6 separate regions of the Sus scrofa genome follow, and all the other regions are linked to region 5. The links are chromatin contacts, called in public Hi-C and promoter capture Hi-C maps. All regions are on one chromosome and are shown on one strand. Each heading gives the region's core, a stretch centred on a gene start, on an enhancer-like site or on the middle of the called end of the contact. The rest is flanking DNA. Distances are from core to core; before and after follow the strand shown.

Region 1 (4,298 bases), core at 26-2,525, 350 kb after region 5:
AGGCCTACTATATAGCACTGGGAATTCTATTCAATGCTCTGTGATGGCCTATACGAGAAAAGAATCTGAAAAAGAATCGATATATGTATAGCTGATTTACTTTCCCGTACAGCTGAAGCTAACACAACATTGCAAGTCTACTCCAATTAATTTTTAAATATTCATACCTTTTGACCTAATAAAATTCTCACTTCCATTAACTTATTCTAAGGAAACATCCGAGTAAATGAAAAAACCACACACCTGAAAGTCACTGTGCTATTGACTAAAAAAGCCAAGTATTCACTTCACAAATGTTTAATGAATGCCTGTCATGGGTCAGGCACTGTGCTAGGCACTTGGGACACTCATTAGTGACCACCGCAGACAAGGCCCTGACCACTTGTAGGGGACATTCCCACAAGCAGTAAGATTAGAGATATCATGATTAACTGAATTTCCTGGTTCTCAGGATTTTGTTTCCTGCTTTTCCCACGTAATATAAGTAAGTTCTTAAACAACAAAAATTTTGTAAACTCCATTACACTTTTTTTTTCCCAGAAAAACTCATAAGAAACACAATCTGTGAGAACTGTGCATGGGTTAATCCCAGAGATTTTGCTTTAGATGTGACAGACTATTAAGAGATAATATTATAAGACATTTTGAGGTCAAGGCAGCAGCTGCCCCTGCTAAGGGCAGCGGGGGGAGGGAAGGATAGCTTTGCTGTCATAATTTTCTCCTGCATGCGCTTTCACTAGGTATAAATATAAATTCTTTAAAAAAAATCATGGTGAGACTTGTATTTCTAAATATATTCACAGGTACATCAGTGTGGTCTCTTGCACTTGTATCTAAAAAGCTAATTAGGATAAAGCCTTATAAATAATTTAAATCTGTTCTATATTAATGGTTCCTCCTAAGGCTTTAATCTGAAAGGTTAAATTAACACTTGCTGAGAAAATCAGGAGCGCATCTAAATTACACAACTGGGGAGGGGGGAGAGAATTAGTTAATGTAAACATCCAAAAGAGACCACTGTTACTGGGAATGCAAAAAACCTGATTTAACTGCGCAGAGCTCTAAGATTACTGTAAGTTTCAAAGGGATCCTGGGAACCCATAAAGTCTTAAAAATTAGAGCGACGCACAACTCAGTAGAATTTTCCAAACTTAGCATCGTGACTCACACTTTCAAAAAATATTTACGAAGTGCCTACTGTGTGCCAGGCTCTAGGCTAGGTAGGCGCTGTCACAAATTCTGATCAAGTTCTAAGGGAAAAGGTGCCTGACACAACAAACCCACGAGGAAACAACACAACGCTGAACTTAAATACCGAGGACCAAACGCAGCTTGAGCATTTAATGATGTAAAAGCTTCCTTCCGAGTCCTGTTTTGGGGCACTTTGTTAGCGAACTCACAGAAGGTGTCACACGGAGCGGGGGCCGGAGGGCGTCCTCGGTTTGGAAACTTCTCGAGCGGGGAAGCACGGCCAAAGGTGAGAGCAAGGGTAAGGGTGGGGGTGGCGGGGCCGGGGGAGAGCGCGGCGGGCGGATGGGCCCCCAAACACCTGGCACCGCCAACCCCAGCAGGCGCCGCCTACGCCGCACGCAGGTGCCTCCGCCGCCGCGAGGCCCAGGACTCCCGGGCAGAGCCGGAGCTGCGCGGGGCGCACGGGCCGGTCGCCACGCAGAGCCGGGCTCCCTCCACAGCCCCGCTGGCCGCCCGGGCTCGGGCTTGAGGCAGGGTGGCGAGTTCTAGTCCCGGGCTTCCCGAGGTTAGCGCGAACGCAACCGCGCTCCCTCACGTCCCAACTGTCCCTCCCTTACCCTCCCCGGCCCGGCGTCCCCTCATTACCTAGGCGGCGACCAAAGCCAGCAGCTCTCCTCAGGCAGCCAAAGGTGCAGGGCCCGGGTGCCCGGCCCGCCCAGGGGCAAGGCGAGAGCGCAAGGCCCGCTCCCAGCGCGGGCCGCGAAGCTCAAGAGGGCGGCGCGACCCGGACTGGGACTGTGGGCCTGGAACTCGGCCCCAGCCCGGGGCACCCCGCCGGGACGGGATTCGCCCCACCCCGGCTGCAGGGTCGCGGCCCCGCCTCCCGCCTCGGGGCCGCCGGTTAGGGGGCGTGGCCTTTCGTGCTAGGGGCGTGGCCTAGAGGAAACTGCAATTCCCAGCAGGTAGTGCGCTAGCGCCTTAGAGGCTGCTGGGAGAGTGGGTCTCGTCCTCTCTTCCCCAATTGTGCGGGGCGGGGGACTGTAATTGAGCCGGCGTCGCTGCAAAACCGAAGTCGCCGAGTGATGATGTTGTGAAGTCGCCCACCAGTCCCTGCCACGCCCGGGCGGTTACAGGCAGCGGCGGCCGCTTTGGCTGCTGCTCCTAGGCTGCCGCCGCTTTTAGAATCTTCTCCTTGAAGGAGCGCGGGCGCAGGACCGAGGACCCCGGGCTATTCCTGTAAGTAACCTTCCCGCGCACGACCCGAACTTGCTCTTGCCATCTTCTCTTGAAGGCAGAGGAGCCTCCTCGCCCCGCGCTCCTCCTGGTCCTCGGAGGTCGCGCGCGGACACTGGAGCCGGAGCTGGGTACTGGAGGGCTGGGTGCTCGCCGGGTCCCCGCCCCGCTCTGGGAAGCGGGTGGTTTTCTAAGGATAAGGGCGAAGTGGTGGGCATTGGACTCTGGTCCCCGGGTTCACCCCAGATGCGCCTCTGAGGAGGATTAGCAGTATCCCATCCTCTGCCGGACAGTACTCACCTAGTGCCCCATCCCCGAGCGATGAGCGGCTTTAGTGTCTGGACGTTAAACCTTAAGCCTCAGTCGCCATCTGTGATGGGAGAGAGATGAGACGATAGTGGAAAAGAGCTCTATGTTGAGTTGGGCTTTTCTTGCAATTGATTTTGAGCCAGACGTCTTTTAAAAGAAAGACAGTTGCCTTTAGTTTCAACCGTAAATAATGAATATTGGCAGATATCCTTTTAGTATCAGCATAAAGATAATCTCCCAAACACTTGAAAGACTTCTGGGTCATTTTAATAGTGGTGAACTCGGTTACTTGCCCACGAGCCTTTTATTTAAACCTGCAGTTTCTGCCCCAGAAACAAACTTTTCACTGGAAATTCATCAAGCTAGAATGGACCATAGAAATAAAATGAAAAGGACTCTTCCAGGTTTTTGTTTTTAATTTATTTCAGTCATTTTTCCCCTCAACTTCAAATCTTTGCTGTAGAATTGGAAGTCTGAGCTAGAGTGATCTCCAAATAGCATGTTGACGGTGGTGACATGACACTACAGAAGAAATTGTGAAGGACATTTGGTGGTAAGAAAGGGCAAGCATGAAGACACTTTATCATCTCAGCAGTTATTCCAGCTTTCTGTTTTTAAAATTCAGTAACATTCAGCAAGTCTCAGACATTCATCAAACACTGAAAGACAGTTGTTATATTTACATATCTTTATTCATAGGATGACAGGAGTCAGACAAACATTTGAGTACTTCCAATCAGCCAGGCATCTCAGTTATGAGCTCTACATACGTTGGATCTCTTAATCACTAAAATAATTCTGTTGCATAATCTGAGGTTCAAAAACTTTGCTTATGTAACAAGTAGAGATTCATACCTAGATCTATCTGCCTTACTTCAAAGTGTGGGTCAGGTAACTTGTACCTACTTCAGAATTACTGACCTTAAAAAAAAAAAAAAAATTACTGACCTTAAAGGTTGGAAAAGCATTTTCCAGCATTATTTCCTAATACCGGTTCCTACTGCATACCTTGGACATCTAGAATAAATCCTGAAGCCCTGCTTTAGTGCTTTTGAACCAGTTGTTCTATCTACTTGCAATTCTCATCCTCCACAGAGTTAAAGACCATTACAGGGAGTTCCCGTCGTGGCGCAGTGGTTAACGAATCCGACTAGGAACCATGAGGTTGCGGGTTCGGTCCCTGCCCTTGCTCAGTGGGTTAACGATCCGGCGTTGCCGTGAGCTGTGGTGTAGGTTGCAGACGCGGCTCGGATCCCGCGTTGCTGTGGCTCTGGCGTAGGCCGGTGGCTACAGCTCCGATTCGACCCCTAGCCTGGGAACCTCCATATGCCGCGGGAGCGGCCCAAGAAATAGCAACAACAACAACAACAACAAAAGACAAAAGACAAAAAAAAAAAAAAAAAAAAAAAAAAAAAAAAAAAAAAAAAAAAAAAAAAAAAAGACCATTACAAATGCACCTCTTTACTTATGTAAGCCTTGGTAGGATTGGCCTTTCATCTCAAAAGTCTTTCCAGTTCAAAGGCTTAGTGGTTCTGTAATTGAAAATATGAGCCAAGGAGTGTTAT
Region 2 (3,693 bases), core at 579-3,078, 470 kb after region 5:
GTATAGAATGTTAAATGTAAGAATTAAATCAGTCCTATCTTTAATATTCATGTAAGCAAAAAATGGTGAAATAAAATATTTTAAATATTTTAAAAAAAAAAAGAAATAATCTGGGGGTGACACCTGGTGTTTTTTTTCCAATTTTATTCACATATTCATATATATATGCATAAAATATGCACATATCTACATATGCAGAACATAAAACTTTGAATATTTTGATACATAATGTATAAGGAGGAGGAGACAGGCAGGAATGGAAAGGCCTCCAAAAGTTTTCTTTCACTTTAAATTATATATCTCAATAATAAGTCCATATAAAGATATTTGTACTATATAATACATACCTAATATTTTTATAATAAATGTGTACCCCAAAGTACTTTGATATACGTAAATGCTTATATATGTGTTTATAACATATAACCATACAAGCATAACCATGTATTTTTCTTGTCTCATTTACTATAATCCTCTGAAGATATTGCTGTTACCCCCTCATTTTGCTATGGTGAAAAATCACTTTGGAAATAAGCTGGTGAGAAGCATCAGGCCCAGATTTGAGCATCTCACTCAAGGGCCTCAATGACAGACATCACAAAGATTTGGATTTCATTCTAATTACAGTTGGAAGCCAGTGAAGGAATTTAATGAAGAAAGACACATAATCAAAATGTTTTTGAAGATTATAAATTATTTAAAAATTGGAAAGACCACAGAAACCCCCAAAATACGAAAACTGGACTTTTTAACAAATCCACTAATGCCAAGAGAGGATTAGAACCTTACACACCAAGCCAATACATGCTGGAGCCTGGATTTAGACCTCAGCGTCTTATCCCAGAATCCTAAATCACCTTTTATGCCGCAATATAATTGCAAATAAATCTCATCAAATCACAAACAATCCTTCGGGCACCATTCCAGCAGCACCCTTGCTCCTTTGGGAAACTACCTCAAAGCTAGGGAAAAGGAACCCCAAATTTGCATTGGTCTTCTGAGACAACAATCTGTATCTCATTCAACGCTCAAGAGTACTTGAAAGCTGCTGTCAGGCCGAAACACTTAAGTGATAGTGTGGTCGCTCCCACAAGCCCAGGCTGGCTGCCCCAAACTGGGGGTTCCCCCAGAACCTGCCAGAGGTCCACCTTGCAGACAAACACTGTCCACTGCAGGCCCCAGCCAGCACTATCACACACCCCAGAAAATGTGTCCAAACCTCAAAAAACTTCTAGCCAAACCGAAGAGATGTGTGACTTCACCAATAAATGCTCAACCTCACAAGCACAAGTCTCTGATGACCAGTGTGTGGTTGCCATTATATTATTCCTGTACTATTCTGCACCCCTTCAATTTCTCAAAAAAATAAACAATTGAATTCTTAGGTGTGCACGCATGTATCTGTTGATGCATGTGTTTATATTGGTGGGTCTGTGTATCAGCAGATGGGTAACTATAGCAGGAAAGTCAGTTGAGATTTAAATTTTGGTTTCTATTTGATCATCTGCCCAGCATAATTGGCTTGAAGTATCATGAAAAAAACAAAAACAAAACAAAAAAACACCCAGGAATGACCAACCGAAGCCGGAGGGGCCTGGAGATCTGGGATCTGGGGACCCTCACCACAGCTCTCAGAGGAGCTGCTCCCTCTCCCAGGGTCCCCATCCCCACTCAAATACAAGGAACTCCCCATGGGCCCTGCGGCCACCAGCTCCCACACTCAGCGCCTAGAAAACCCTAAAATCAAAGGCTTTCCTCTCCAGAGGCCCATCCGACCTTACCGGAGGCAAATCCTGGGATCCTCACCGTGGCAGCCGCTTCACAGGCCTCTTCTCTCCTGGCCCATCTACGACAAGAATAAAAGTCGAATAAAGAACCAACAGCACAGCTCACTAACTTCCTGTTTTCGAAACTCCTGAGTCACTTAGGCTGAATGAGGTAGGCCAGCCTCCAGGCAGCACCTCCGTCTAGAGCTCCAGGAGAGAGCCCAAGAACAGGAGGCAGGGCTGGGCGGGGACCCTGGCCACTTGACCTTTGGCTCTGGCTGTGTGGCTTTGGGCAGGTCATTTTCCCTTGGACCCTCGTTTACCACTCTCTTCTTTCAAGGGTTTACAGATTTTGCTGCATTTGTGATGAAGACATCAATGTTTTCAATTCATGGAGCCTTCCTGCGTGGCCAGGAGGTCTAGAAATGGAGGCCCCTCACCACAGCTCTCAGAGGCTCTGCTGACCTTCAACAGAAACGCTCATGGTTTCCCCACTGGCCCTCAAATACAACGATCACCTCGTGACCCGGAGGCCACCAGGTCCCACTTTCAGCTGCCTAGAAAATTCTAGAAGCACAGTCCTTCCTTGCAAAGTTCCCAGCAGAACTTACCAAGGAGGCAAATCCTGGGGTCCTCACCACGGCCTGGGGCCTGGAGATACAACAGAGAACAAAATACACATTAACCCTGCCTTTTTGCTGTCAGTCAGTTGAAATGTTTTCTGATGATAAAAACAGAGGGGGATAAAATCAAATAACTCTCTTCTTCAGAACTGCTTTTTTTTTTTTTTCTCCCCAAGTGGAATATAAATTTTCAGAGGGCAGAGACCCATCTCACGGATGCCTGAGGATTAATGAGGTGTCTGAAAGAGCCCGGCCACCTGCCCAGGGCCGAGGAGAAGTGTGGTGGCCCTTTGCTACCCCTGACTCCACTCTGAGAATTATGAGGGAAAACACACCAACAGAATGAAGCCCTTTTCACGGCTAACTCTTAGGCCAGGAGGGTCTTCCTGACTCTCCCTCGAGACTCTCCAGAGCATCCAGCCAGTTGGTGTCCCGCTGTTTTGTGACTAGTTCCTGTCCTCAGCTGTGAGCATCACAAAAGCAGAGACTGAAACTTTTGTGTCCATGTTCCCAGGACACAAGAGTAGCAACATCTAGAATGTTACAAGGTTTCCTGCAAATCAACAAGGGAAAAAGAAAAACCCTATAGAAGGACAGTGGATAGAAACACAGGGTTCCCTGACCGGGTACTCAGATGGCCAAAGTGGATGAATGATGCTCAGACTCATGAAGAAGCTGAAAAATGCAAAATAAAGCAACGAGCTCCCTACTTTGTACGTATCAGATGGGCAAACGTTTGCAAGCTGGATCAGGCTAAGGATTGATGGGCACGTGCTTACACAGCCTTTACATAGGGTTGAGCAGCCTGTCCATTGTGGAAGAGCAAGTCGTGGTTACCAAGTGGGATATGGCCAAAAGCAGAACTTGCAGCGCAGTGTGCTTGCTTAAAAAAAGAAATAGAACAAGCTATGCAATAGGAACACAATACAAATAATTCTAATATGTAATACTAATTGCTAACACGTACTAAGTACTTAGGGCCAGTCACGGTTCTAAGCGGCTAAGGCTGTCATTATCCGTTTAAATCCCCATGGCCACCTCATGAGGGAGTATTAATCCCATTTAATGATAAGGAAACAGAGGTTTGGAGAAATTGCCTTCTTGCTCCGGGTCACACAGTTAAAAAAAAGGAGTGTATCGGTGGCGTTGGTGGTAGAGGGGTGAGCATAGCTGCCTTCCAAAAGTAGTGTACACACACAAAACAATGATACAGTTTGCGAAGATATGAGATCAATTCAGGGAAACATATCAAAAGATTTAGAGTTGTCTTTGGGAGTCAGTGAGGTGGGTAGGAGACAGAGTGG
Region 3 (3,703 bases), core at 254-2,753, 450 kb before region 5:
TAACTGTATATTTACCAGTCTGAGGAACTGCCGGAATGTTTTTCAAATGAAATGTTTTCCAAAGTATTTTATGTTGCCACTATGTAGTATACAAGGGTTCCAATTATTCCATATCTTTTTCAGCACCTGCTATTTTTCTTTTCGATTATAAACATCCTAATGGGTCTGAAATGATACCTTATTGTGGCTTTAATTTGCATTTCCCAAATGGCTAATGATGCTGAGCATTTTTCAAATCCATTTGTATATCTTCTTGGGAGTAATTTCTATTCAGATCTTTGGTCCATTTAAAAATTGGATTATTTCTTTTTTTATAGTTGACTTATAATAGTCCTTTTTCATATTTTTAATATTAGACCTTTATCAGATATATTATTTGTAAACATTTTTTCCTATTCCTTAAGTTGTTTTTTCAACATAAAAGAAAGTTTTAATTTTGATGAAGTCTTATTTATGTTTCTTTGGCTGCCTGTGCTTTTGGTGTCATATCTAAGTAGCCTTTGCCTAATCCAAAGTCAAGAAGATTCATACCTACGTTTTCTTCTAAGCGTTTATAGTTTTAGCTCTTACATTTAGGACTTGATCCATTTTAAGCTAATTTTTCAAATGTTGGGAGATAGTGATCCAAATTCATTCTTTTGCATATGGATATCCAGTTGTCCCATTAACATTTGTTGAAAGACTTCTTTTACCATTGAATTATCCTGGCACTCTTGTCGAAAATTAATTGATGTGTGAAGATTTATTGATTTGTTCTGGAATCTCAATTCTATTCTATGCTTTTGCCAGTAGGGCCACGATATTTTGAAGACCTCATAGACAGACCATTCTTAAACTCAAAGCAACAAATTCAAGTATTGAAATTAGCTCCACCAGTTTAGAACTTTTCAGCAGCACCGTTTTCATCTATAGCCATCAAAATCGTGTCCAATGGGATGGTGTTTTATTTCGTTTAATGACGGTTCTGTGTTGGCCAGGGTTGGTTAACCAAAAATGACAGCTCTAGGGTAAGAAGTCCAATTGATTTTGGGAGGTTGTCAAACAAGGCCAGGGAGAGACAATAGAAGTATCTTGGCTCAGCCTTCAGAAACGCGCAAGGTGTCCGAGAGAGAGGGAGGAGTCGGGGCTGTCAGTACGGTTCCGAACGCTGACTTAGGCACCTGGAACTTTTCCCCGGGGGATGGGCTCGGGACCGAGGCACAGGGCCTGGTCTCAGGGCTGCTGAGGGGGCCTCGTTAATTCACTCGCGCGGCCACCACTAAAGCCGCCCTCAGCCCTCCCGCCTCCGGGAAGCCCCTCCACCCGTTTTCCCGCCTCGCCTTTCCTCTTTTCCCTATCCCTCCCCACAGCGCGTAGCGGAAGTGACGCGAGGCGTAGCGGAAGTCCCTCCAGCCGCGGTGTTGTGCTGTGGGGAAGAGAGACGGATTTGTAAACCCCGGAGCGAGGTTCTGCCTACCCGAGGCCGCTGCTGTGCGGAGACCCCGGGTGAAGTCACCGTCACCATGTCTGACCAGGTACTGGGCTGGGAGCAGTCCGATGGCGGTGGCGGAGGCCTTACTCCGTAGGTCCGTCTGCTGCTCGGCTGGGGCGGGGGGGGGGGGGATGGAGGCGCGGGGGAGGGGAGCGCGGAATGGGGGGAGGGGGTGGCCGGTGGGGACTTGGCTGGCAAGGGAGGGGAGTGGACTAGGGCTGGAGACGCCGGGGCCTGCCGCGGGCCTCTGGGAGCCGCCCTGTCCCTCACTGGGCTCACTCATCACCCCCTGTGCCCCAGCGCCTCTGGCCGCGGCCTCACTTAAGTCGTCCCCCTTCTTTCTCCGGGGCCGACCAGGTGCAGAGCCCAGCTTCCACTTCCCGGAGAGGGTCCCTGCGGAACCCGTCGTCTTGCCTCTCCAGAGGACTGGTTGCAGAAGCAGGGCCCTAGGCCCCAGTTATGTAACGGGAGAGAATCCCTGCCCAGGAAGCTCTGTGGCCCTGAAATGCGGGTGGACTCCACTTTCTGGTTCTTGGTCTTTAGATAGTCCCGGAGTGGGGGCGTGGGGGCCGGGGGAGGGAGACGCTGTCTCTCGTGTTGCTGGGAACCTAGAAAGCTCTGCTTTCCTTTGGGATTGCAGCTAGGGCCGGGCCGCCGCCGCTCTGCTCTGAGTCTTTTCCGTGTGGGGGTGCAGAGCTGTCGCCTCTTTTCTTGTACTTTCCCATTTCTTACTCGGGATTGGTTCAGCAGCTCTCCAGTTGCAAGAGAGCACTCAGAATAACCGAGAAACAAAGTAGAACAGAACTTCTAGAGCAACAGAAAGCATTTCATCTGGGCGTTAATCTGAAGATGACTGATACCTTTGAGGAAAGGGATAGGAAAACTTCTTGTATGTAGAGCAGTTGCAAACATTTGCAGAAAGGTACCTGTTACTGCAAAATGCTCTGTCTCATTAATATCAGGAGTTTATTTGGAATTTGCACTCAATCAGGAGTGTTCGATTTTCCGTGGTAAATTTTTCTTCCTCGTCCTTTTCTAGGTAACCATGTTTATGACCGATTTTTACATTTTAGAGTTTTTGGTCTGGACTTTGTTTTGTCGCTTAGATGACTTTGACTTTTTAGAGTAATTTTGGACCTTGCTTGTTTAGTGATAGTTACCTAGAAAATTGTTTTTCATTCAACAGTATAAGTTACTTGAACTTTTAAATTTAACACACTTATTCCCTTGGCTTTTAACCTAGTTCAGTTTTGTACCACTTGGTGATAGCAAGTGAAACTTTTGTGGATTTGTACTGTTGGGCAAAATGTACATTATTTTTTAAAGTTAAACCATAATTTAGATTGGTTTTGGGTCGATTTTCTTACTAACAGTCTAGATTAATTCTCAAATTGGTATAGGAATGGCATTATAACTATCTCCCTAGATAGTTGTTTACTTGGTTACCAGACAGGAAAGAACAGGTGTAAATGCCTAGTTTCATCAGCCTTTTATTTTGATGCGCAGAAGTAGCTAAGAATCATGTTGAAATTTTACTATAGTCTGATGAAAGAGCAATGTACAGAAGGAATTATAAAGTCAATTGTAGAATTTATTGCTCCAGTTTGAATTCCAGCCATTTAAAAGTGACACAAAGGAAGAAATAAAAGACCTAGGATACTAACAGGTGGCTCTAAGCCAGAGGTTCTTCAGATTCTTTTCAGGGGGTCCTTGAGGCCAAAACTATTTTCATGATAATACTAGAACATTGTTTGTCTTTTTCACTCTCATTCTTTGATGAGTGCCCAATGGAGTTTTCTAAAGATGGGCATGACCTGGAATACCACAGCAGATTGAACTGTAGAAGTAGATATGGAAATCCAGTTGCTTTCTATTAAGCCAGGCATTAAAGAGATTTGCAAAAATGCAGAACTTTGGCACTTTTCTTACTTTTGATTTTGAAAAATATTTTTAATAAAATATTATTTGCTAATATATTAAAATGAATTAACATGCATTTAAAACATTTCTCAGTTTCAGTGTCTAATACTTAAATCTCAATAGGTATAACCAACCTAACAAAAGCTTTATGAGGTTCTAAATAATTTTTAAGAGTGTAAAAGAGTCTTGAGTGCATAAAATTTGAGGACCGTTGCTCTAGGCTGATTGACCAGCATCATTATTAATAATCAGGACCCAGTACAATTTTAGTGTTGCAGTGCTAAGGATTTAAAGATGTATGAAGCTGAACAC
Region 4 (3,705 bases), core at 684-3,183, 490 kb before region 5:
AAACTCATCCAGACACCCACACACTATAATGGCTATGAGAATTTGGGGGGCATGAGCAAAATGCTGAGACCTTGGAGAAGATTGCAAAAAGATGGGGAAAAGCCTAAAGGACCTATTCCTGGGCTCTATGGACCTTTAAAGTCCCTTAAAATTGCTAATAATGCATTCAGACAAATCTAATGAGAGGAAAGATAAGAAATATCAGCTTTTGGTTTTAAATTATCTTACTGTTTTTTTTCCCACTTTTTTTGGCTGCAGCATGCAATGGATTAGTATGGAATCTCAGTTCCTAGAGCAGGCGCTGAACCAGACCACAGCGGGAAGCTCCAAATCCTAACCACTAGGTCACAAGGGAACTCCTTTATTGGTTTTCTTAAAACAAGTACTTAATGTAATATGCAAATGGTATTTTCAAATGCCAAAGAGAAACTTGGAAAATAAAATGAAAAACTGCACCAAATCGACGTTTTGGTACCATTCCACACTCTCTGCACCCATATCAGTTTTTTTGATTGATGCCTAGAATCATACCATATTTTATCTAGCATTTTTTACCTTGTCAGTACATATGAAAAATATGCTTTTCATTACTATGTTTGTAGAGCACCAGGATACCACTCAATTTACCTCATTCTCTTAACATCTCAATGGCACCCTACTAAACGATAGTCACATTGTTCAATTATTTATTCAATTATTTCCTTGCTGATGAAGTCAATTTTATTTGTTTATTTATTTATGGTCTTTTAGGGCCGCAATCGTGGCATATGGAGGTTCCCAGGCTAGGGGTCCAATTGGAACTGTGGCAGCTGACCTACACCACAGTTTACTGCAACGAGGGATCCTTAACCCACTAAGTGAGGTCAGGGATCGAACCCACATCCTCATGGATCCTAAGTCGGGCCAAGACGGGAACTCCTTGATGAAGTTAATTTTAAACTTTCCCAATTAAAATAAGCAAAACTCAAATTTTCAGCTCAGATTTCTCCCCTGGGCTTCAAACTTGAAATGACCACTGCATTTCCATGTCTAACAGACATCAAACGCTGAAAACGGCCCAAAATGTAACACTTTAGTAACCCTCCCAGATCCCTAAATCTTCTCCCTACCACCACACCCACTTAAACCCCAAACTCACATTCTTTTATCCCTCAGCCAATCCCATCAGTTCTACCTTCTAATTTTCTCCCAATACTTCTTTCCACCCACACAAACCTTAATCCAAGTAACTTCATCTTGTCTAGATTAACGCAAAAATATCCTTGCTTCCTTTCTTGCACCCCGTCCCGCCAATCCACTTCACACACAGCAAAGCAACTTCATTAATAAAGTTAAATCAGTTTACTCCTCCGTTAAAGTCTCCCAATTACTCCTCAAATCACTCAACAAAATCCAAACTCTTTATCATAACCTGTAAAATTCTAATACGGCACCTGCCCACCTCTCTAACTGGGCCAAATCCCCTTACAGAACCGGGAGGCCCAAACAACGCCGCCACGTGTTCACCGAAATAGGCGCCTTCCAGGCCCAAACCTTCCAGGCCCTTCCTTTCGGACCAGGGGGGCAGAAAAGCACCCACGAGAACATGAGCGCTGTCGTCCTCCCCTTAGGTCTTTCCCTCTCCTCCCCTGCCCAACACCCGCCATCCCCCTCCAATGGCTCCCACCTACCTTAAAGATGGCGTAGCCGACGGACGTTTCAAACAGCACCAACATGGTGAAGCCGGGTCAGGGCGCCGAGTGGCGTGACACGAGATCTTAAACCAGTGAAAAAAAGACCAAATTTGTAGGCCCTCAAGGCCCGCAAGGCCGCGGCTGGCCAAGCACTTGGGCGCACGCCGTCCGGCAAAGAGCCAGACCACGTTGCAAAAACGTTCCACACCTGACTACATGCAGAAAGCGTCCCGGCGCTTCTCCTTCCCCAAGGCTTCTGGGACGTGACTTCACTTCCGACAGATGACGCGCAGCAGAGTCGCCCTGGCTTCCGTTTTGTTCCCGCCACAAAGGACCGTAAAAATATCGCGAGATTTCGTAGAGCGCAACCGCGGTTTTATTTGCTCAAGCTCAGAAAAATCTGAAAGGGAAAACTGTCCTGCTTTGGAGAATGGTGGTGGCTACGGGTTACGGGTACGGTCTTGTTCACTGCTGTGGCTTGGGTCGCCGCTGTAACGCATGTTCGATCCCTGGCTTGGGAAATTCCACCTGCTGTAGGTCTGCCAAAAAAAGAAATTAAAAACAAAAATAAACAAAACCTTCAGGGAGTTCCTCTTGGGGCTCAGCAGGTTAAGAACATAACTAGCATCCATGAAGCGGCAGTTCGATCCCTGGCCTTGCTCAGTGGGTTAAGGAGCCAGCATTGCGGCAAGCTGGGGGCTTGTAGGTTGCAGATGCAGCTGGGATCCCATGATGCAGTGGCTAGGCTGGTAGCTGCAGCTCCGTTTCAACGCCTAGCCTGGGAACTTGTGAGGCAGAATAATAATTCCAATAGTTAGTGTAGGAACACGGGCTTCCATATATTCCCTGATTAATGTCCACGGTTTTAAATTTGTAAAAACAAATCAAGATAAACAGCCCTTGCTTGTTGGAAGATTAACTACTGAAAGTACATCTGTGGACATTAACCTCTGATCTACACATTTGGCTGCTAGAAAAGGAATGTAAAGAATGGCAACTCTAAGTCTAAGGGAAAGAAGAACAAAAGGACCATAAAGCCTATGGAGTATATCCTGACTCTAAGCCCCTATTGGACAAGGCCCAGTATAGGTGCTGGGCAAGGCCAACAGGGAGCAGGACTGATAGCAGGACCCCATGTTGGTACCCCTGTCTTTAAGAGATAACACCTCCTTAGAAAGTTAGTGTGTGGGAAATCTTCCTCTCCCTCGCAGTGTCTGTGCTGGGAGCTATCTGCCTTTCTCTAATAAAGACTTTTGCTTTCTTGCTGCCTGTGTGTTCACAAAGTTCATTCTTCAGCTCCGTGAACAAGAACTGGGATTCCGGTAACATCTTTCCGGGGCCTGTCCAAGATCTGATACACCAGCACTCATAAGGTAAGCAAGCTTGTGATTTTGCTTTCTACTTTGTTCAGTTCCTATTTGCCTCTTGAAAGGAGAATGAATGTGTGTGCCTGAGACGTGTCATGGACACAAAGCCAGTGTGGAGTCCTGATCCAAGTTTCCATTTAAGCCCCTGAGTGACCTCATATGGCTATAAGGCAGACCTTCTGAGCCCAGTCAGACCAGGAGTCCCAGTCGGGGGTTTACATGGACTTGCCATATGCTGAGAGGCACCAAACGGGATGTCCCACGAGGGAGACGGCCAAAGACGGCTGAAGCAAGTCACAAGGCAAACTTTACAACGTGGCCTTCCCCTTCTCCCACCCTGGGTACTCCTCCCTCTATATACTCTAGCCTTTGTAAAGCATTTTGGAAACCACAAGTTACTTTATTCCTGAGGATTAGCAATTTTCAAAAGACCTGTCATAAACAAAAATACTGTTTTTGAGACTTTTTTTTTTTTTTCGTCTTTTTGCTATTTCTTTGGGCCGCTCTCACGGCATATGGAGTTCCCAGGCTAGGGGTCTAATCGGAGCTGTAGCCACCGGCCTACGCCAGAGCCATAGCAACACGGGATCTGAGCCACGTCTGCGACCTACACCACAGCTCACGGCAACGCCAGATTGTTAACCCACTGAGCAAGGGCAGGGACC
Region 5 (3,910 bases), core at 693-3,192:
GTTAAAAATCCCGCATTGCCGTGAGCTGTAGAGGAGGCCAGCAGCTGCAGCTCCAACTGGACCCCTAGCCTGGGAATTTCCATATGCTGGAAAAAAAAAAAAAAAAGAAAGAAAGAAAAAGTTACAAATTCAAATGGTATAATAGGGCATGCAGTGAAAAATGGGTTTTCTTCCTGCCTCTGTTCCCAATTCTCCTGCCCAGTGTCAGTCACTTTTTTTTAATACATCCTTTCAGAAATAAGATAGGCATATACAGAGACAAGGAACCTCTCTTTCTCTCTCCTATGAAAAGGCATACATAACATGCAATTGGTAGAATACAATACACATTATTCAGCATTTAGCTTTTTTCTCTTAAACTAACATCCAGATTATTCCATATCATACATATAGATCATCTTGTTTCTTTTAAATGACTTCATAGAAGTCACAGAAGTTCCATTCTTAGACTGCATCATTAGATTTCAAGATTAGACGGTACTTACTGGTTTCAGTAGACCTGACAAAGTAAAGATTGTAAAGTGGGATGAGGAAGATTGGGAAGTCAGAAAGTAAAGGTAGAAAAGTAGGTTGCAAAAGAAAGGAGGATAAAGGAAAAAAAAATTAAAGACAGGATATGCTGGAACTGGCTTACATCTTTAGAGGAAGAGTAACAAGAGACAGTGAGATTGAAAACACACAAAAAGGGATAAGTAATGGAGCATGCCTCTAAGGGGATTGGATGGGATTCATCTTGAGAGACAGAGCACTTACAAGGAGAAAGAGGGAGAAGGAAAGGAAGGCTGGGGTTGCAGGTAGGGTTTGTAACAGTGGCTGGTGGGAGTTAAGGAAATTCATTCCTAGTGGCCTCATTTTCCTCAGAAATGTAGGAGGCAATGTATTTTTATTTCTAAAAATTTTACCAAAGAGGGTGGGTGGGTAGAGTTGGGTAAAAAGTTAGGAGTGTGTGGGTTGGGAATAGCAGGGAATGGGGATAGAAGAAATTCTGAGTAGCAATCTGTTAAGGACAGTTTGGGGCTTAGCAAGACTGCCTGACCACGTTATTTCCAGCACTGGTGCAAGAGTGAACAAGGTTAGCTGAATCGTTGCAGGACAACTGTTTTGCAGGTGATGGAGGGCCAAGGAGGCAACTGAGTTGAGGATGTTGGTGAACCTACTAAACCATGTATGCAGTATGCACAGGAGCTTCAGACCCTGACTGCACATCTGTCACTGATGGTCTGAACACGGGTTTGCAGGCCCAGAGATGGCACACTGCCTAGCAGTAGAGTTTACACCCACTATGGGCCAAGAGTGGCGGCTTCGGAAAATCTTCATGAGGGGACTTCGGGGGTGAGAGTTGAGTCGGGGTAGGGCTATGGCTCCAACAAGCAGACGTCGTGAAACTGTGCTGGGCAAACTGGCTTTACTCGGATTATATATGGAAGAGTCCAGTGGGGATCATAGGAGAAGCTATCTCATACCCTCCTACCACACTCCATCATCTGGGGTCGCAACTAAGTAGCAAAATCAGTGTGGATACTAGCGCTAACGGCGCCGCGTGGCGATGACGTCATTCCCGGGGGAGGAAGTGACTACTTTAGGGTACAGTCCATAGAAGAAGTCTGAAGACATTTTAGCCTTTTCACTGTCAAGAGTAGCGAACTTACCGTTCGGACTCCTGCAGTTTGAGGTGGCAGCAAAATATCTGCAGCTCCCAACCTCTCTCTTCACCATCTGTTACCATGGAAGCGATCGGATAATTAGGTCCCGGCGACGCCATGTTACGTCATTGCTCAAGTGCATCCCAGGCATATATACTCTGCCTGGTCCTAAAGAAAAGGCAGCACTCCTGGGAACGTTGCCCACAGTGCCTAACGCCTCTTGAGTAATTTTGATCCCTACAAGACGCCGTTGCCATCTAACCCCACCCAACTTCGGGGGTGATCCCCCTCCCGTTCTCCACTCCGCAGCCCCGCCCCTGCCCGGAGGCCCCGCCCCCCGTGAATCAGCTGATCTCACGCACCCGCCGGGCTGCCAGGCTCGCGCCGGATGCAGACAGTGGTGCTGCCGGTGGAGCGTCAGGTGAGCGAGCGCGGGTCCCGGGTTGGCCCGTGGTTTCCGATGGCTGACCGGCCGGGGCCTCCAGTGTGCGAGAGGCCGGGTCTGGGAGGAAGGCGGAGGCGCAGGCCGAGGCCCGGGAGGGCGCTGCGGCGACCCACGGAGACGACGCCGGCGTTCTCTCAAGCCGGCGTCTGACCCACTGCGTCTGCCTGTCTGTGAGCACCCGACGGCCCCAGGTTCTCTCACTCGCTCCGGTTCCTCCCTCCCAGGACCGGGCGCCACTTCAGAGATCTCAGCCTGGTGAAATACCTTCACGCCCCCCTTCCCGCCTCCACCCACGCTGCTTTCCACCCATTCATTCAGGAAGATGTATTGAATGCCCACTCTAGGCACCGAGCAGATAAACCGAGGTCCTTGGCCGCGAACCTTGGTGAGAGTCTCAGATGGGTTTGCCCTTGGGTGCAGATCGTGGTGGAGAGTGGATCCAGGGTTTCCATGCTTTGAAAGGGCTGTTGAGGAAAAAGAAAATGAGTTTGATGTTAAGAATTAGTAGTTCAGCAAAGTCTTTTGACGTGTCAGGTGATCCAGCAGAGGGTGGTAAGTTCTTTTGAGAAGTGAAGGTAGGAAAATAATATAGGGGCTATCGTGAGGAACTGGTCCTGAGGCTGGCATAGGTCCTCTGGGTAATAGGGCTATTTTGGAAGCAGACAACTGTAGGTTGGCAGAAGTGGTGGTGTACTGCTTAGAGCTTTGTTGATGGGGGAAAAGGAAAAACACCCAGGCTGAAGTGGCCTATTCAAGTAGAATATTCTCATTCTGGTTGAGAATGGAAAAGGAAGTAACTGTTGAACAAAATGCAGAGCATTAGTCTAGTGCCTTTTGGATTTGTTGGTGGTTGTAAATATTTTTTAAAAGGCTTTGAAGAATAAAATTGTGTGATGTGTGTTTATTCTGAACAGGTACAGAAATTCAGCAAACCTGTTGGTCCAGTATTTTTTCGGTTTATCACAAATATAAATAATTTGAAGTGACCACTTGACCTTTGAGTTAATGAATACTCAAAGAATTTTAAAAAGTGAATTTGCTTTTGCAGTAAATTGCAGTATTTTAATCTTAATAATAGAGGCATGGTGGCGAAGATCCTAGGCTTTGGACCTGCAATCAAATACATTTACATCTTTGAATTTGGGCAAGTTTGCTTATCTACCTCAGTTTCCTTATCTCTAAATTGAGGATAAAAGTGCCTTCCATATAATAATACCTTTACGTGTTATGGTTCATGTACTGTGTTTTTTTACAGTGTCTTGCACCGTATGTAAATATTCAGTACATATCAGCTGTTTTTATAAGTCATTTCCTTTTTCACTACATCATGACCCATTGAATCATTGTTTTATAAGTGATGTGAAAGAGAACTGGATATTTTTAGAAAAGAACTACAATTCACTTTTTAAAATCAAGAAAGAGTTCCCAGATGATTTTATGACATGGGGTGTATTTAAAGAAAATATGATTTCAGGTTGGTCTGTGGTAACTTTGGTGTTTCCACTCGAGCCTTTTAATGTAGAAAATGCTGATGGACTCTAGCTGGCTTAACTATATTAGTTTCCAAACGGTGACTAGTATTGGCAGATTTAAGAATTATAGTTATAGCAAGAAATGTTAAAAATTGTTGCACAGTGTTAACGTTTGATAAGATAATACAGAAAGTAAAGTACCAAACAAATGATTTTGGTGGGGGGGGTGGGATTTGAGTGGCACTATGTGAGCCTCTTATTTTTTATGTTAATTTACACAATGCGAACTGGAATCCCTTCTCTCCAGACTTCAGCCTTTCAGAATTTAGGTTGTCACTGACTGACTTTGG
Region 6 (4,162 bases), core at 60-2,559, 390 kb before region 5:
CTGATGGAAGCACCTTCCAGGTAGGCTCCTAGGACCAAGCTTCTAGGTGTTTATACTCACATGGGTGATGTTGGCTGGTGTCTGCTGGTTGAACAGTCTTGGTTCAGTCTTCTCTTCTTTTCCTTTTGTCAGAAGAGATGTGTGTACAGGACCCAACCTCTCTGGGGACTTAGACTCCTGTCCTGAGAGTTCTCGGTGCAGACAGTGCACATTATCATCTCTGCCCCTTCGAAGAAAGAAAACCAACAGGACCAAACTAAAGAAAAACTCTGGGAGTTCCTGCTGTGACTCAGTGGATTAAAAACATGACTAGTATCCATGAGGATGCAGGTTTGATCCCTGGCCTCTCTCAGTGGGTAGGTTGCACATGCAGCTCGGATCTGGTGTTGCTGTGGCTGTGGTGTAGGCCGGTAACTACAGCTCCGATTCAACCCCTAGCCTGGGAACCTCCATATGCCACAAGTGTGGCCCTAAAAAGAAAAAAAAAAAAAAGAAAAAAGAAAAACTCTGGAGTACACACCACTATATATTAACTCGATAAACAGCAAGGATTTACTATATTGCACAGGGGACTACATTTAATATCTCATTACAACCTACAATGGAAAAAACCAGGAAAAAAAGATGTATAACGGAACCATTTTGTTGTACACCTGAGACTGCTGCCATATTGTAAATCAACTATACTTCAATTAAAAAGAAAAAACAAAAAGCTCCGGTGGACCAGGAAGAGGGCAGATGAACCAACATTAACTGAGCACCTGTTTTTTCCGAGGCGCCGCACTGTGGGCATTTCCAACGCTTAGTCCGCCCTCTTTCTGTCACCACTTCCCAGAATAAAGGAGATTAGACGGTTTAGTCTTCATTTGGGGGGGTTCTCTTAGGCTAAGTTCTAAACTTGAGGGAGAAGGAGAACTAGCTTGCCTCTTTGAAGTTGCGTACTTATGCTGCTAATCAAGTGACATAGGATTATCTAACTGAAATTTCTTCTATCAAAGGCTTAGATGAAAAAAAAAAAAGACCTTTAAGAAAGATTGCCTTAGGGACATTCACCTATATATTCATTTCTTTATGCCTCTGAATTCTGTTCTGGATCAAATTTAGCTACCAAAAGGTCATGTGCTGTGGAAGTGTGACCCACTGTAGAACTGCTGTCACTAGCATGTGCCTTGAGGCTGACTTATGTTCTCTGGGTAAAAAGGTCACCAAGAGAGAACTGCATGGGTTTTGGGAACAGCTGCAGCAGCGGCTACTGTGTGCCAGGCCTGGGCCTGGATATTTTATGTTTTAGCTAAATCAGCATTATATTTACTGTGCTGTGCTATGGCAGGCCTTACTATAGAAACTTGAGAAATATTTGTCGAATGAGGTAAACGGAACTTCCTGTAAATATATGAGTCTTTAAATCACTCCATGTCACTCTATAAAAACCCACAGAAGTATTCTTTAGAATTCAGTGCTGGGAAAACCTTTATTTCCCCTGAGGAACAGGCATGCTGCAAATGAGAACCACAAACCTGATCGTGTTGCTCCTTTTTTTCTTTTTCTTTTCTTTTTTTCATATTCAGTTGGAAAGTTTGAACTTTAATCGCCATGACTATAATGATATTTTGGGGAGGGTTAGGTGTTCTTTGTTCTTTTCTTCCAGGTTTTTTAAAAAAATTCTTTTTGATACTCTATTTTTTTGGCTTGGGGGTTGTGGTTGTAAGTAGTTTAAATCCATTTGGGAAAAGATGAGATATAAAAGTTAAAAGTGGAATTCTTTGGATAGCTGCCTTACCACCCAAGTGTCCTTCTCCTTTTGTTCTTAGGGGGCACCTAGTCTTTCTTTTCTTTTCTTTTTTTTGTCTTTTTGTCTTTTTTTAGGGCTGAAACCATAGCACATGGAGGTTCCCAGGCTAGGGGTCTAATTGGAGCTGTAGCTGCCAGCCTATGCCACAGCCAAAGCAACGTGGGATCCGAGCCCCATCTGCGACCACAACTTATGGCAACACCAGATCCTTAACCCACTAAGCGAGACCAGGGTTCGAACTTGAGTCCTCATGGATGCTAGTCGGGTTCGTTAACCACTGAGCCATGATGGGAACTCCACACCTAGCCTTTCTGACCCAGGAAGGAATCTTTATACCAGGAGGCAGGTAAGGGCAGGTTCTCAAGTCACTGAGGCTCATGGAATGTCACAAGAGCCTATTGTTCCAGCTTCCACTGCCAAATGGGGCTTCGTCAAATGACGGGGCCCAACTGGCCAAGCTCCTCAGTTAGCACAACGTGAGCACATAGGAAGCACTTAAACATGTTAGCAATTGGCATTTTTATTTTCCCAGAGCTGAGTGAATGCTAAGAGGCGAAACCAAGCTTGAGTTTTCGGACTTCAATTTTCCTTCTTTTTTTTTTCAGGGCCACTCCCATGGCATATGGAAGTTCCCAGGCTAGGGGTGGAATATGAGCTACAGCTACAGGCCTACTCCACAGCCACAGCAACGCAGGATCCGAGCTGCATCTGTGTCCTACACCACAGCTCACGGCAATGCCAGATCCTTAACCCACTGATCAAGGCCAGGGATTGAACCCGCATCCTCATGGTTCCTAGTCAGGTTCATTAGCCACTGAGCCACAAAGGGAACGCCTCTTTTTTTTTTTTTTTTTCGGCTTTGCCCATGCCATGCAAAAGTTCCCAAGCCATGGACTGAACCCACGCCACAGCAGCAACCGGAGCCACAGCAGTGACAACGCCAGATCCTTAACCCACTGTGTCACCAGGGGGCTCCTGACAGACCTCAACTTTCTAGGCAGGTTTGCAGAGCTCAGATATGTGGCCAAATGGAGAAAGCTGCTTCCACACTGTTAGAGTTCAAGTTTACTCTTCACTCACCCAACCAAAGAAATACGTTTAAGTAGGAAACACATCTCAATATAATGCTCCCCAAGAATCTTTGTTTCTTAGACAATAATTTAATTCTGGCTGTGAGAGCAAGGGGTCGGTTAGCTGAGAATCTTCATGCCTCTTAGAAAAAAACAGACACAAAGTTAATTCAAAACAAAGAAAAACAAAAGTAGAAAAGTCCATGTCATGACGGCTTTGAATACTTACGCCTTTTGGACAGTGTCTGCCTCAGGGGTCGGGATGTCCTCAGCCAGGGAAGCACTAAGACAGTCAAGGGTCATACTCCTGAGCTCTGGGTCTGTGAAGATAAATAGCATCCTTAATCAGCAAAGGACAGCAGGCAGTGATCCCAGACATGGGAAAACGTCTACCTGGTGAGTAGTCAACAGCATGCAAATTAGTGAAGCAAGGTATGTTATACCTAGGAAATTAGCAAATTCTGCAGAAACTAGTGCTGATGCATGGCAAGTGACATTAAAATCAGTAAGCCCCTTTGGGAAAGCGATATGACAGTACATATCAAGACTAAGAAAAACGTTCTTGTCTTTGATCAGGAATCTTGCTCCCGAGTATGATCATAAGGAAATAATTCAAACGAAGAAACAGGCTTTTTGTACAAAGTTACTTATTACAACATTATCATTAATAATAAAAAATTAGAAACAGCCAAACAATGGGAGATTGGGGAAGTTATTTATGATGCATTAATTTGACATTTAAAATTATGGTTGAAAAGATAAATCAGCAATATGGAAAGTATGGCATAATGACAGTGAAAGGAGTTCCCGTCGTGGCGCAGTGGTTAACGAATCCGACTAGGAACCATGAGGTCGCGGGTTCGGTCCCTGCCCTTGCTCAGTGGGTTAACAATCCGGCGTTGCCGTGAGCTGTGGTGTAGGTTGCAGACGTGGCTCGGATCCCGCGTTGCTGTGGCTCTGGCGTAGGCCGGTGGCTACAGCTCCGATTCGACCCCTAGCCTGGGAACCTCCATATGCCGCGGAAGCGGCCCAAGAGATAGCAACAACAACAACAAAAGACAAAAAAGACAAAAAAAAAAAAAAAATAATAATAATAATGACAGTGAAAATGTAAACTATAGCACTGTGTTAAAACCCTGTAAAATATGTCTGTTGATGAATAAGAGCTAGAAGAGAAAACAGAAAAAGGAAATAATATGTTAGATTGAGACATTTATATGTGTTTAAATTTTTTCTTAAAACCCCTCTGTGGTTATAACATTGAAAAGAAAATTAAGAAAAACAAATGTTATAGTATGAG

The links. Promoter capture Hi-C pulls out the DNA fragments that hold promoters and counts their contacts. Hi-C and Micro-C count contacts between places; a contact is called where the count stands out from the background.
Region 1: a Hi-C map of liver shows a contact between it and region 5, with 4 times the contacts expected there. The contact joins the promoter of TRAK2 here to the promoter of CDK15 in region 5. A contact is called at or near these places in 1 of 5 promoter capture datasets (fetal skeletal muscle), 1 of 47 Hi-C or Micro-C datasets (liver) and 1 of 2 datasets of contacts at active chromatin or transcription factors (alveolar macrophages).
Region 2: a Hi-C map of liver shows a contact between it and region 5, with 5 times the contacts expected there. The contact joins the promoter of CASP8 here to the promoter of CDK15 in region 5. A contact is called at or near these places in 1 of 5 promoter capture datasets (fetal liver), 1 of 47 Hi-C or Micro-C datasets (liver) and 1 of 2 datasets of contacts at active chromatin or transcription factors (alveolar macrophages).
Region 3: a promoter capture Hi-C map of fetal skeletal muscle shows a contact between it and region 5, with 3 times the contacts expected there. The contact joins the promoter of SUMO1 here to the promoter of CDK15 in region 5. A contact is called at or near these places in 1 of 5 promoter capture datasets (fetal skeletal muscle) and 1 of 47 Hi-C or Micro-C datasets (liver).
Region 4: a Hi-C map of skeletal muscle shows a contact between it and region 5, with 6 times the contacts expected there. The contact joins the promoter of NOP58 here to the promoter of CDK15 in region 5. A contact is called at or near these places in 4 of 47 Hi-C or Micro-C datasets (embryonic fibroblasts, heart right ventricle and skeletal muscle) and 1 of 2 datasets of contacts at active chromatin or transcription factors (alveolar macrophages).
Region 6: a contact with region 5 is called in a promoter capture Hi-C map of fetal skeletal muscle, with 6 times the contacts expected there. The contact joins the enhancer-like site here to the promoter of CDK15 in region 5. A contact is called at or near these places in 1 of 5 promoter capture datasets (fetal skeletal muscle), 17 of 47 Hi-C or Micro-C datasets (adipose tissue, alveolar macrophages, brain and 10 more) and 1 of 2 datasets of contacts at active chromatin or transcription factors (skeletal muscle).

Annotation. Positions count from the first base shown.
Region 1 is chr15:105,053,031-105,057,328 of Sscrofa11.1, reverse strand. TRAK2 (trafficking kinesin-binding protein 2) reads left to right here and starts at 1,275. Exons shown (of 16, transcript XM_021075699.1): 1 at 1,275-1,477. It overlaps STRADB (STE20-related kinase adapter protein beta), which reads right to left and starts at 2,111. Exons shown (of 12, transcript XM_003133587.5): 1 at 1,837-2,111.
Region 2 is chr15:104,924,492-104,928,184 of Sscrofa11.1, reverse strand. CASP8 (caspase 8, apoptosis-related cysteine peptidase) reads right to left here and starts at 1,828. Exons shown (of 9, transcript NM_001031779.2): 1 at 1,782-1,828.
Region 3 is chr15:105,847,899-105,851,601 of Sscrofa11.1, reverse strand. It overlaps SUMO1 (SMT3 suppressor of mif two 3 homolog 1 (S. cerevisiae)), which reads left to right and starts at 1,503. Exons shown (of 5, transcript NM_001112676.1): 1 at 1,503-1,514. The coding sequence starts at 1,503.
Region 4 is chr15:105,891,836-105,895,540 of Sscrofa11.1, reverse strand. NOP58 (nucleolar protein 58) reads right to left here and starts at 1,933. Exons shown (of 14, transcript XM_021075921.1): 1 at 1,671-1,933. The coding sequence starts at 1,715. LOC102166561 (a long non-coding RNA gene) reads left to right here and starts at 1,979. Exons shown (of 3, transcript XR_308179.3): 1 at 1,979-2,126; 2 at 2,958-3,046.
Region 5 is chr15:105,399,202-105,403,111 of Sscrofa11.1, reverse strand. CDK15 (cyclin-dependent kinase 15) reads right to left here and starts at 1,942. Exons shown (of 14, transcript XM_021076193.1): 1 at 1,650-1,942. ALS2 (alsin) reads left to right here and starts at 1,960. Exons shown (of 34, transcript XM_021076185.1): 1 at 1,960-2,064.
Region 6 is chr15:105,787,993-105,792,154 of Sscrofa11.1, reverse strand. KIAA2012 reads right to left here. Exons shown (of 23, transcript XM_005672082.3): 16 at 3,092-3,182; 17 at 61-226. Among named protein-coding and RNA genes, the nearest start is that of SUMO1, 60 kb to the left of the region's middle. Within about 2 kb of position 1,309, at least 8 of the 83 cell types and tissues checked have an H3K27ac peak or open chromatin away from gene starts, as enhancers often do. A contact at or near this core is called in adipose tissue, fetal skeletal muscle, retroperitoneal adipose tissue and 1 more, where this site is marked.